Regions from separate parts of the Gossypium arboreum genome. Here region 2 is linked to region 1. The links are chromatin contacts, called in public Hi-C maps. All regions are on one chromosome and are shown on one strand. The core of a region is the stretch at or near the end of the contact, and the rest is flanking DNA. Distances in the headings are between cores, read along the strand shown.

Region 1 (7,177 bases), core at 1,473-3,972:
AACCGATGAAAATCCAGAGTTAGTTCTTTCAGCTTTCCCAGAAGAAGCTCTCAAATTTAGACAAGAAAAGGTATGGTTTTTTCCCCCTTGAAAGACCCTGAAATTATTATTTGAAAATTGTATATTGAATATCCTGAAAGATCTTAGTGTGCAAAGGGATTTCAGATCAAAATCATTTGGTTTAATTGGTTCTGTTTGTAGTTTATATACTGGCATGAGACCCTTTGTAGTACATAACAAAGAGGAGCAAACTAGGGCAATTAAATAAATGAATTAATGGCATTGTTAGAACAATGGAATTAGATTCTGATGCTTGTGTTGGAAGTTGGTATAATCACCTTTTAAGGCATTATTCAAAGCTTGCTATTATAGAATGTTCGAGTGCCGGCTCTTGCATTGTGGGAATTCTGTTACTTTTAGCTGAGATATGAAAACTATTTTCAAGGCCGTCTGTGGCCTAATATATGTGGGTCTAAATTCTGGCAGGAACTAAAAGTTATGAAGAGAAGAAAGATTTCAACACCAAGATCTGAAGGGTCCTCCGAGATGTCAGAATCATCAAAGCCACAAGGTGTTCAATTAAGTATCACCGAATTTTACCGTACAACCAAAACACCATCCCAGGCAAAACTAGGGGAAGATTTAGTCAAACAGTCAAGTAGTCCAGGTGTTGGGTCATCAAAACAGAAGAGGAAAGTTTCAGGTTCTAAATTGTCCAAGGCTGTAAGACGACGCCTTTTGTTTGGTTAAGAAAATGATAAACTTTTGCCTTTTTTGATGTACAAGATATCCCACCTTAAGATGTAAAGTCATGTTTACCTTCTGGTCTTATAATCATCAAAAACTCAGCTTAGGCAGCACTTTGATTTATATTTGAGTTGGAATATTCTATAGCTTATAGTGAAGAATGTTTTGGTTAATCTCATCTCTACAATTTTAAAGCCACTTTATCTTTTAGTTTCTTGGACAATTCATTAGGACATCGACCTTAATCCTGTTGGATTCTAACCAAGGTAAGGGCTTGAATTGCATCCATGCATATATGCATGCAACTTCCTTTGGTTTTCATTTGATTAAGGAAAACTTTAGAGCATTCTAAGACCCATGTGCTGATTCGTCAACATTGTAAAGGTAGAACACTAAATATTGCAGTGGGGAACAAATATAACCCTCATTTTTAGACTTTATGCTTGCCATCTCTTCAATACTGCTCCATTTTAGGTAATAAGGTTTTATACTTTATTTCAGCATGTTATCATCAATATCGTTGTCATTGTTGTTAAGTATTGCTGTTATTTCTGAGACCATAATTTAGGTAATATGGGGACATTCTCAGCAGTAATGACCTCAATTTACCTGGCAGTCAAATGAGTCAAAAAGTAATTTTTATTGTTCACAAAGTTTAACAAATTTCCTAAGGAAACTTATATAGTTATTTTGTGATAGGTTTTAAGATAATGGTAATTATGCAGTGACAAAAGATTTGCGAAGATCAAACGCTGCCACTTCCATTTTACTTGTTCGAGGGTTAGAACCTGGACATAATCTTCCCTAGTTTTTTATATTTTATTTTGAAAGACAATCGATGAGATGCATTGCTCATTGCAGGTTTATATTATATTTGGTGAAGGATCTCAGCCATGAACAAGCTGCGGGGGGAAAAGAAAAGCTCATTCAAGGTGTTTTCTAATTTCCTCTTACTCTTTTTCAATTTTCTTGCTATTAACACGCAATAAAAAGAAAAGATAGGAAAAATGAATTAAAAAAAGGAAGAAAATGAATAAATTTAAAGGCAATACAACCCAATTGCCTTAATATAATAATAAGAAGAAGAAGAAGAAAGCTTGCATTAAATACCCTCTGTTCTGTTTCAACCCTGTCTGTGTATGGTTCAACCATGAAACTGGTAGACAAGATCCAAAGCCCGTAACTTCTCCCCAGCAGGATCGAAACCCATGATACCACCCACGAATCTGTCATCACAAACCCTCCTCTCCTCCGCTAACGCCGCGGACGACGGCGAGAGTTGCCTCTTTACCCTCTTGTTCTTGATAAAAAAACATTCCCTCATCCTCTCCTCCACCTTATCAATCGACGTCTTGGAATTCTCCTCCGCCTCCGTTTCATTCTCATCGCCCACCTGCATCGGGTCGCTGCCATTCTCGTTGGCAGCTCCAGTGGCAGAGGAGAGAGAGTTCTCCGCCGCAACCGGCGGCGGAAGATGCTGGGGATGGGGAGGGACGGGGAATTGAGTCTGGGCGGCGGAGAGGAAAGAGGAGAGAGAATGATGGGCTCGATGGAGAGATGAATGGATTTGGAAGAGGTAGGTTGGGTCCGACGTGACGGGTAGTTGTTTTGCCATCTGGGTTGCTTGCTCTAATGAATAGACTAGGTCTGTTAATTGTACCGCCGCCGCTGCCGGTGGCGTCAGCTGTGCCTCCGCCATGCTCATATTGTTCTCCATGCTTCTTTTTTCTCAAGAAACCGTGTTTCTAGCTTTTCTTTATTTTTGTTTGGAACAGCCGTTTGGGGATTTTGAGGATTGCAGATAATAGTACAAAACAGGGAAACCACTGCCCTTTTGTCTTCTTTTTTTGTTTTTCTCAAACGCTAAGCAGTTTGTGTCATGGAGAGGGTTTCCCATGAGTGAAGTTGAAAACTGTTTTTTTTTTTATTTCCTAATTGGATGACAATAGGATGCAATAAAGCCCAAATTCGAATTGGATATTTAAATTTCATTAGTTGGTTAATTTGAACTTGATTGAAGTATTCAACAATAATTAATATTTTACAATTATTAGTTGAAGCTTCATTTGAAATTTGAGAAGATTTTAATAAAAATATTAGCTCCAAAAATAGTCTTAGTTTAAAATATATTATAATGTAAATATTAAAGAATATGTTAAGCAATATATGTTTTCAAATGTACTAATATATATATATATATATATATTTAAATAATAGTATAATAAAAAATGAAGTTTATACTTGGGATCAGAATGGGTAATGAAAATGTTGGGCTTTCTTTTTCTGATTCCATATGAAGTAAATTGTGTAAAATTAAGCAACCAAAAATGAGAGTGGCATACTTCCACTATGGGATGTGAAATATAACCTTCCATAGGAAGAATATAAATAAAATTGGAGCTTCAGCTCAATTAAGTTAGAACTGATGGATAAGTAGCGTGGTCGTAAAATGTGATCAATAATACCCCTTTCCTTTTCCTCCTCATCTAAACTTGGCCTCAATTTTTTTTTTTTTTTGAATGTTTTTATTAAGCGCTTCCAAAGTAAGTTTTGAAATTTTTAATTAGATTTCGTGGAAACTTTCATTGATTGAAAATTTTAGTTAAATCCTCTTAGAATTTTTGAAAAGATTAATTAACCCACAAAATTTGATGCCTTGTTCTGCCGCTGTTGATCTCCATTATAAAAGATGACAGAACTAAATTGTCATATTCACGGTACACACAAAAATTAACAATCTTATACTTTCAAAAACAACTTAACATTTTATGTATTTTTGGTGTGTTTTTAAGTAGTTGGATTCTTAAATTTTTTACAAGTCAAACTAGCAAGTTCCAACCAACGATTTGATGGTTGATGCAGTGGATTAATTCCTATCGATGAGTAGAAGAACATATCTTAAATCCCAATCAATTTGATGGTCAATGTCAAAGATTGAAGAACAAAAATTTTTGAATTTTTGTTCTCATATTCGTGACTTCCAAAGTTATTTTATTAAAACAAATTAAATTGTAAAAGAAAAAGGGAATAAGAACTTTTGATTAATGCAAGCGATGCAACCTTAGAAGGTCATATACTAGCGATTCTAATATTTTGATTAATTAGTGACTAAAACGTAAACTTATTAATAGTTTACTGAACTTGAGTATAATTTACCTTAAAAAGAGAATTAGGTATATATTTCTTTTGGTTAATATATGATCAAAGTCCTTGTTTTTAGTCCTTTTAATTTTTGGAGTTAAAATGCAAATTTAATTGTTAATACTATTGAAATTATTTTATTAAATTCAAGTTTAGTATAACGTCACTCTTTTTTAATATACATTTCGAGTGAGTTTTTTAAAATTTTATAATATCACTCCTACAAATTAAGAAAAGAAGAAGAAGAAATGTAGATTATTTTTAAAAGAAATCGAAGACGACAACGATGATAATTAACCGTGTTTTTTAAAAGAAAATAACGATAATAGTTAGGAGATTGGAGTGTACTGATTCCTGCAACCACAATAAAATATAGTCCTAGAGAGAAGAATGAAGCTAAGAAGAATGGTTCATTCCATTTGCAGCAGATTATTGGTAAATGTTAAACAACAAAAAGCCAATATTCAAAGAAGAAAGAGATGAGAGAAACAAAATTTTTTAGGTTTACAATAGAATAGCATGCTCAATTCATCATTCCCTTGTCCTTTTGTACTCTAAGGCCGTTATTCCTCTGCTGACAGGGCTCCTATAACAAAATCAGTGAATTTCTAAGGTGTCTTGCGGTTGCGAGTGGGTCTCGTGTTTGTTGTTGGCCAATTTCCTTAATCCTCTTGTATGTTGACCTTGGCACTTGGCAGCCCATTCACAATAGTACCCCCTGGTTCAGAATGAACCTTGTCATCAAGGTTCCAGTCGAGAAAACTGTGAAGCATGTGATCTTAAAAACTTAGGATTGACGACCCTAAGGGAACATTAAGGCAAGTAAGGCCGAGAGGAAATCTTGTTGGGCACCAGTTCATTAGTCTCAGGTTAATTGGTGAGATCGACAGACAATCCAGATTAATTTGTTTAATTTGGTAAAACTGAGACCGAGAGGTAAAATGGAACCATTTTGGGAGTTTAAGCGATTTAGATCCAAAATTCAAGAATTAGTAAACCGCATCAATGTCAACCAACCATCGACTGTTATTTAATTGTTTATTTCATAACTTTGCATGTTTTACAATTTAGTCCTTGCTAGCTAGATAGTAAAGTAGATTAATCTCTCTTGATTTTATGATTTGCCGTAGTATAGGTTTTTGCAATTAGTTGGTTAGAATCTTTATTTTACACGCACGATATTTAGAAATTGTTCAATCGTCGATTCTCATGGGTTTGATCCTCGGAGTATTCCGTACCCCGTTGTACAATTATATTACAATTGATATGCCACACTAACAGTAAGCTGCGATAGTGATATTTGTTTTAATTAGTGTTGATTTTTTTCTCAATTTTAACCGTGATAATTTATGAGATTTTTAACATACCTGATTTGCTTTTATGAAGATGATGATGCTGGGCTGGGGTTTTTTTTGCAGAGAATGAAATACAGAGGCAAAGGTAAGGATGGTAAATGAGAAGGGAAAAAGGGGGAAGAAAATAAAGGGGATATAGTGTTTACGTAAGAAAGAAAAAAATAGTTAATATATTATATAATTATAAATTTATAATGGGGTAAGAAAGTAAAAACAAATTATAGTAGTATAAAAATAGAGAAAATAAGTATAATAAAAATATGTGAGACCCATATAAATTAGATTTAAAATATTTAAAAATTAATTTTAATTATAAATTAATAAAAATATGTGTGACCCAAATTCTTGTTAAATAAAATAAGATATTATTTGCAAGTCAAATTAAACAAAATATATTTTTTATAGAGAATTTAGTATTTACTAGTACAATATATTAATGAAAAATATCAAAATTTTCATTTACATTGAGTATTTTTACATAAAATATATATATAAATAATAAAAATATTTTTTATTGTCGTATCCTACCGTATCCATGTCCTCATTTTTTAAAAATTACCGTGTCACCGTATCCGTATCGTGCCGTACTCGTATTGCGTGTCTGTGTCCATGCTTCATAGGCTACCAGCCAATGACGAAAGAGGTTTTTTTTTTTAATTCTGTTTAAAGACCTAAGTTATTGATTACATATATTCCCAGCACAATTAGACTTAATTTTTTTTAATTCTTTGTTTTCCTATACAATGATTTTTTTTAAGGTAAAAAAATCAATTTTAACACCAACAACAGTGCTTCAAGTTAAACAATCACAATTCAACTGAATAAGAAAAAGGTAAATTTTGAAGCCTCATACGCCTACTGCTAAATACACATAAAAAAACTCAAAATTTAAATACAGAGTAAACAATTAATCCAAATATGAAGTCTTTAACCTACCTTTGAAAAAAAAATAGCAAGCCACTAAGTGAAAAGTGAAGCAAGCAATTGATGGAGACGATGAAGAAAGCAGAGTGAAGGGAAGCAATCGACGACGTGAATGGAAGCACCCGGTGGGAAAAGGGGTGGGTTTGGGATTTTGGGTGAGAAAGAGCTAGGGTTTAGTATCTGCAAATAGATATGGGCTTGGGAGCAGCCGATTGTTTTTAATTGTGCTTGGATTGATTTATTAAAGGGTAAACTACACTCAAGGTCACTAAACTCTTACTAAGTTTCTATTTTAGTCACTTAACTTTAAAAAGTTGTAAATTTGTTATTGAACTATTGGAAAGTTTTCATTTAAGTCACAGAGCTAATTAAGTTTTTTTCAAAAGTTCAACTAGCAAGCTCCAAGTTGATTTGATGGTCAGTGTTGAAGATCAAAAAAGAAAATTGTCTAGATTTTGGTTTGCAGATCCATGATGTTCAAGAGAAAGGGAAGGAAGGAGACTTTTCGATTAGTATAAGTAGTGCGAATAAATAAGGCCGTACAACAGTGATTTTAATAGTCCAGTGACTTAAATGAAAAATTTTAAATAGTTTAGTAATTATTTTATAACTTTTAAAATTCAACGATCAAAAATAAACTTACTAATTGTGTAATGAATTTATCTTTAATTAAATCTATTGGGTAATTGAGTTTGTGTTTAAGTAAAATAAATAAATCTTGGGCTAGTATTAATGGATTGTTGGTTGGGTTGGGTAGTTAAATTTTAGGTTTAGGTAATTAAAATTATATATTATATTATATTATATTATAAATATATTTGAAATAAATTAAAATAATAATTGTGAGTCAATTAAGCCTGTTGGTTCGGCTTTGTATATTTTAATAATCAATAATCCATCGCTTAAGTTGATTAAATTTTAAAAATATGATTATAATAAATTAATTTTTAATAATTTCATTATAGGTTCGATTATATCTACTCTTTTTAGCACAATGCGTAAAACTATCT
Region 2 (7,177 bases), core at 2,465-4,964, 160 kb before region 1:
TAATGCATGTCAATGGTGAAAATGCAATGTTTAAAGAATTTCTTTTCTCTAAAATTAAATTATGCTTATGTAAACATTATTCAGCAACACAAATAGAATGCTAAATTCTGTTTCAATCGACAATGTCACATGATATCATGCGATGCCGAGCAAATCGGCAAACTGAATAGACCATACGCTCTCATATAGAACACCATTCAGACGTTTCCATCTCATTTTCGGAGTTTCTCAAGTTCTGCTTCAGCTTCTGATATCTGTACCTTTAACATCGATATTCTTCGCTCAAGATCTTCTACCGTTCCTCTTTTACACAAGGGTTGATATGGTGAAAGTAAATGACGTGAAAATGACTTCAGAGCTTCAACCCCAGTAACCTGTTATAAACCCATACAAATTGACAATTTGATTGTATATTTACAAACTAAAATGGTCACACAGTATACTGCGACTCACCTCTTGTGGGAGCAGCGGCAGCTTCGTGATGTTGAAGTCATCGTATAACATGTAAAACTGGTCAATGTACTTCTGTTGCATCTTCATTCTCGCTTTTAATAACTTGGACTCGACATCTTCAATTAAAACACAGGCCAATTGATGGTAAGCTTTTTATTTAAGCAATAACTGTAATGGTGGAGAAAGGGAAAATGAGAGATATAGTATGCAAGTAAAAGCGTACCTTCATCGTCGAAAATTACTTGGTTGATGATGATATTGTGTGTATCTATCTCAAACTTGGCGAGTTCCTGCACCAGTCTCTCTGTTTCGTATAGAGAGAGGAACTCCGGAATGCAAACGCAGACGAAGGTTGTCATGTCCTGCCGAAAAGGAAAGTGTATTATACCAAAAGCATGAGCACCTCAAGAAACTTTGATTGAGATAGAATAAAACCCGGAAAGTAGATGTCCTTCGAAGTTGCAAAACTTCAAGAAACCAGAAATGGAAAATGAAAGTTAAGAGAAAAAAGAATTTGCTTCCCAACACACTTCACAAGTTCTAATATTTGTAAGTTTAAGAGATATTTAGGTAACTTCACGATGAAAAGTGAGAGCCAAGTAAGAGAATTGTATCGAGCATATATCTCCACGTATAGCCACGGCTTTCCTCCTCTCCAAGTATATCATGATGGCCAAATTTAGTATATGCTAGATTACTCTACTTAATTAGTCAGAAAGCACGGCAACCAACTATGTTGTTTATAAAGGGGATAAATCTCAAATTTATACACGAACTTCGATCCAATATGTAATGCTATACTTGAACTTTCATATAGTGCAATTATCTACATGAAACTTTGATTTTGGTTTCAATTGTACATATGAAATTTCAATTCTCAATTGTACACGTTTTGAAAAATTAAATACATCCATTTATTTTAATGTTGGATAAATATAATTGTTTGTGTATGCATGATATATACGCAAAAAGGAGTTCCGTCAAAACTATGTTAGTAATTTGTGAAAATTGAATCGAATCAGAATTTCAAGTATAAAATTGAACATTAAACTAAAGTTTGTGTGTGATATTGATTCATCCCTTTAGAAAGTTCTTAATATGCTAAGATAGAAAGTCCGAAAGCTTTGTGCAAGCACTGCCTCTGTTGGCTTGCAGGCAGCTTGTTGTCAATTTTCCAGTTATATTTCATCATATACCGACCGATCAAAAAATAGAACAGAAAATTTAATAGGAAAGTATTAGATAATGGGAATTTACCGGGTCTTTGAACTGCTTATTAACTTGTTCGATCACATCTTTCATTCCTTCAAGCCTCCCCAAAATTACATCCTCCCCGAATTCATCATCCATCCCGAAAAGACGGGTCATCTGCCATAATGAGTTTCAGACTTTATGAGCTACAACCTATAGTAGCGATTGGTAACAGTTGTGCGTTGACAAGTGAGCTACAAAAAGAGTGAATGTGATATCCCAATGCCATACAAACTTTACAATGATATAGAAGACGAACTCGGAAGAAAGTATTGAACGAACTGATCACTAGAAATAAGATATTCAAGAAAGATTAGTAGTTTTTTTTTTTTTTGTTTTGAAATGCTGCTAAAGGATAATATAAAATTTTATTATACCTGACTCAATATGCCACCAAATTTGCTTTTTAATGACATCATTTTTGCGAGCCCCTTCTCTAATGTAGAAGGAAACTGTAAAAGCCGAAGAGTATGTCCAGTTGGTGCAGTGTCGAATACGATGCAAGAATAATCCATTGTTTGTACCAATCTGCAGGAAAAGGATTACATTCAGACAACAAAAGATCAAAAGGCGGATGAAAAAAACACCAGCAGAAGGCAAAAAAGGGCATGCAAAAAAAAAAAAGTTTAAAAAGAAAGAAGCCATCATAATTAATCTAAAATATTTGGGGAAAGAAGGGGTAATTTTCAAATAAATCCTACTATCATCAACCGGTGGAAATGAGGATAAAAACAGTACGAAACAAGCAAAGTCCTCGATTTGACCACTCTATTTATTTAGGTCACACTTGAATAAAAGAATTAAAACTTTCAAAGCTAAAACCTAGAGAATGCGTTCAATCAGCACTGCTGATCAGCAATATTTCCTAAACAAGAAATGTAGTAGTGAATGCCCTTTTTTGAGACTGGCTAATTAAGAACACACTGAGAGAGAAAGTTGAAAGCCTTTAATAAAACATCCATAGCAACCATTACCTTGTTTGAAAAAAATATCAATATAAAAAAAAAAAAAAAACCCAAAAGAAGCAATAAACAGCTAATGCATCTCAATGATTTATCACACAATCAAAGCATCAAACAGAAGGAGAAGATGTCTTACTTAAGCATCTCAGCAAAGCTCATTGCCTCATCAATTCCTGGAATTGCATTTGCCAAGTCAGAAAATAAACTATCCATTCCTTCAGGTCCATTCACATCTTCGTTTTCCACAGTAGGATCCACTTCCTATTATGCATCATTAATAGTAAACAATTAAGGGACAAAAAAGTGACAAAAATCGGCAAAATCATATTATGAAGTTTTACCAACACAGAAGCTAAGCATTAAGCAGGGTGAATCGATTACCAGGTTACAATGAAAAATCATACTTTGTTTCAAGTGAAAGAAGTTAAAATTGGAGAATTTACGGACTAGGTATTTGCAATCAAACTCAAAACAGGACAAATCTCAAAACCCCGAATTTACAAAAAAAAAAAGAGTAAATCTCAGAAAAGGAAAAAAGGAAAGCAAATCCACGAATACGCAGAAAGCAAAATTAAATAAGAAGGGTACCATGGCATATAAATTGTTGAAGCCATTGACCAAAGTGGGAGTCTTAGTGAATCGTTGTTGGAAAGCATCGCTGAGATTATGAGCAGGATCGGTGGATATAATCAAGACAGAGGATCGGACCCGAGCCAGAAGGATGGAAAGAATCGAGCTACAAGTGGTTTTACCAACACCTCCTTTGCCACCAACGAAAACCCATTTCAAGCTATCTTGGTCCAGTATGTTCTGGATAGTTGCCTCTGGTAATTCGTGATTCTCTGCCATTTTTTTTCTAACACACTTCGGTTCTTCTTCTTTTCTCGGAAAAGAATTTGAAGCACCCAGAAAGTCTAGGAAGAAAATCGAAGTTTATATTTGTCGGAGGCTTTTCTTTTCTTTTCTTTTCTTGGTTTCGTGTTTTCAAAACAAAGCACAAATCCAACCCGTCTAAAGTTCGTCGTAGGACTCGATTTGTGTCCAAGCGGCGTATGAAAAATCTAAATTGAATAGAGATTTATTTTATTTAGGTTAATTTAACCTATAGTCCCTATTCTCTTAGGACCTTTAAAATTTAGTCTCTTTACTTTAATAATTGAAATTCAACCGGTAACATTATTAATAACTTACACAAATGTGTAATATTTTAATACTCAAAGTTTCAATTTAAAATTAAATTTCAATTGATAATATATAATTAAATTTTAGAAAATAATTAACAATCAAATCAAATAAGTAAAAGGAGTAAATTCAAAAGTAGAGATTATAAATTTAAAAATCCAAAGAGTACAGGAAATGGAAGTATAATTAGACATTTTATTTATTGAAATTCATTATAAATCTATGTTAATAATATATATCATTTTAAAATGTTTTATACAAAAATTCTTTTTCTATAAAATGCCTAACCAAATCTACTTAAACATGTTTAAATACAAATCTTCTTTATTGCTATAATAATATCAATCATAACTAAATCAAGAGCGAAGCCAGAAATTTTTTTCAGAGGAGGCAGAACTAAATTATAATTTTATAATAATAAAATATAATTTTACCATTTTAATATCTTATATATTTATAATTTTAAAAGGATTAAATCAAATTTTTATCATTTGTAAGAGAGCCAAAGTACAATTTTACTTTTATTAATTTAAAATTTTAAAAACTTAAATAATAATTTTTTTTGACAAAAAACTACCTGAAGGTCAACCTTATTTCATTTCATCTCGAATAATAATATCGTCGATTTTCAAAAATAATCCAAATTAAACATCAAATCACATCTGTTATTAATAGCAATTTTACACAGCAAATCCGCAACTTCATTACTATTTCTATCAATCCAATTAAAATGGATCGCTTCAAAATTTCTAATAGGCCTGCATTCCTGTTTCATGCAGCAGCCGAAAATAGTGACATCCTTTTCACGGTTTTTGATTGTATTAATGAGAGTAGCGTTGTCAGACTCCATAATAGGCTTGGACAATTTTAAATTTGAGGCCAACTTCAAGCCCAAAGTCAACGCCTCTAGCTTTGCCCAAACAGCATCGATGGCCTTATTTGCGAAGCCATAGCAGCCAGCAAGCACAAACCCATCAGCCTCTCTCGCAATAGCCCCATAGCAGATACACCCATTTAACACACCCTGAACTAAACTAAAGTTCATTTGATTATATAAGAAGCTCTTATAATTTAATAAAATGATATATTTGTTAAAAAAATTTAAAACATATGTTGACTGAATCTTAGCTCGATTGACATGAGCATTATTATCAATGCAAGAGGACATGGATGCGAGTGCATTGAAGTATATTATCCTCCTATTTATGAGAGGGGCTACGGGTAGTTCTAGAAATTGTGTTAAAAAGAATAGATATGATTAGAACTTATAATGAGATTATTCAAAAAAAATTAAAACATATAATATTTATTTTTAAAATATTCATAAATTTTAACCTCAGCGGGTTGATAAATGTACTTGAAATTTCATCTGTCATCTATGACATCAACTTATAATGAAAGATAAAATATTAATACTTTTTTGCCCCTATATTATAGTTAAATTATCACTTTAATACTTATACTATATTTTTCTGTTAGAGTTTGTGTGACATAAATTTCTATTAAAAAAAAGTGACAAGATAATGGGATTTATGAGGACGAAGGCCGCAGGCCGCCACATATCCCCATTAAACATAAAACTGTACTGGAGTTGCAACTGGGGGTGTGGAGGCCGGAGGTCTCGGCAGTACGGTCCAGACTGCACAAATAGAATTCGTATAGAAGTCGTCTATTTGATATTATTTGAATAAGGTGTTTCAACCTTACTGTATTACTTCTATTAGACTTTGATTAGATTAAGGTTTTTAAACTGATAAATAGACGTAGTCGTCTCCCCTCTTGTATCATTCGAATTCAACAATCAGTGAATTTTTCTTCTCCTCTGATCGTGGTTTTTCTCGAAAAAGTTTCCACGTAAAAATTGTGTGCTCTATTTTTCTCTCTTTCTTTGTGATTCATTGTCATTATCGACATTCGATTCTCACATTTTTAATAGTTTAGCTTTTGTATTTGATTGTTTTTATTAGTTGCCCTCTTTACATTCATTTATATTAAGCCAGTTACTTCGATCTAAATTTCTGTTAAAAAAATTAAACTAACCAATGCCACAGTGTGGCATGTCAAAAAAAGTAAAAAATAAAGTCATTTAAAATAAAAATAAAATAATCTCATTAAAAATCTAAAAATATATATAAAAATTAAAAAATTATAAAATTATAAAATTATAAAAAAACTAAAAATAAGAATATGCTTTTGAAATTATAAAAATATATTTTTAAAATTATAAATATGTGAAACTTCACAAAATTTTAAAAATTCATAAAATTAAAATTTAGAAAAATTTTAAGAATTTATGGTGTGTTTTTGGGGAAATTTTAGGTTTTTTTTGCATTTTATGAATTTTTGATACATTTAAAGAATTTTAAGTGTTTTAGTAAAAAACAACATAAATTCTTAACTTTTTCTTAAAATTCTAAAATTTTCTAAAAGCCTAAAATTCCAAACAAACAAATTTTATATAAAAAATTGTTTGAAGTTGTTCATACTTTTCATTTTCAAAAAGTAGATTATGATTTTTTTATTTTTTGAATAAAATTTTGAGTTTTGAGATTTATTTATTTATTTATGATTTTTTAGTTTTGTTATATTTTTAAAATTTTAAGTGAAATTTTTATTTTTTTTCATGTGACAACATGTCAGTGGCTGATTTGAATTTTTTAACGAAAAATTGGGATTAGTAATGAAATAACAAAATGAAAATATAGAAACTAAATTAATACAAAAAATAATGTATAAGGGCCAAACTAATAAAAATCAGTACAACTACCAAAGTAATAATTTAACTATAGTACATGAATCAAAAGACATATTAAGCCAAGATAAAATTTGGTTAATTCCTTTTGGTGAAAAAAATCAATTTTATTTTATTTCTTCTATTAATTTAAAATTTTATATTTTTAAGTTAATTTAAATTAATATTTAATACAATCATTCTACACGTAATTTAATTACAATATGTCACTATCTAAATAAAATAATATACAATTTTTTTCTTTAACTTAAAAACTTCAAATAGGCGACTTGAGAGTGGATGGGTTAAACTTAATACAAATGGTGCACTCTCGCTTAGCTCTTATTCGGCTGCGATTGGAAGAGTAATTAGAGATGTTGACGGTAATTAGTTTTGTGGTTATTCGATGACATTAGGCAAAGATGAAGTATTCAGGTTTGAAGCAAGGTCTATGTTAGAAGGATTTCGACTAGCTTGGAACAAAGGTTATCAACAAGTTGAGCTTGAGTCTGATAATGCTCTGTTAGTGGAATTAATTTTAGCCGATAAATCTATTAATAGTTATATTATGGAACTATAGACCATTCACAAGCTGATT

What was found. A called contact is a pair of places that touch in the nucleus more often than the background predicts.
Region 2: a contact with region 1 is called in a Hi-C map of leaf, with 3 times the contacts expected there. The contact joins the promoter of LOC108469740 here to the promoter of LOC108470212 in region 1. A contact is called at or near these places in 2 of 5 Hi-C or Micro-C datasets (both in leaf).

Annotation. Positions count from the first base shown.
Region 1 is chr8:25,071,984-25,079,160 of ASM2569848v2, reverse strand. It overlaps LOC108470212, which reads right to left and starts at 2,722. Exons shown (of 1, transcript XM_017771485.2): 1 at 1,683-2,722. The coding sequence starts at 2,464. The coding sequence ends at 1,892. LOC108470211 (flap endonuclease GEN-like 1) reads left to right here. Exons shown (of 8, transcript XM_017771484.2): 7 at 1-70; 8 at 487-920. The coding sequence ends at 750.
Region 2 is chr8:25,231,808-25,238,984 of ASM2569848v2, reverse strand. It overlaps LOC108469740 (ATPase GET3A), which reads right to left and starts at 3,714. Exons shown (of 7, transcript XM_017770758.2): 1 at 3,255-3,714; 2 at 2,803-2,927; 3 at 2,082-2,232; 4 at 1,711-1,821; 5 at 677-815; 6 at 454-569; 7 at 30-374. The coding sequence starts at 3,515. The coding sequence ends at 213.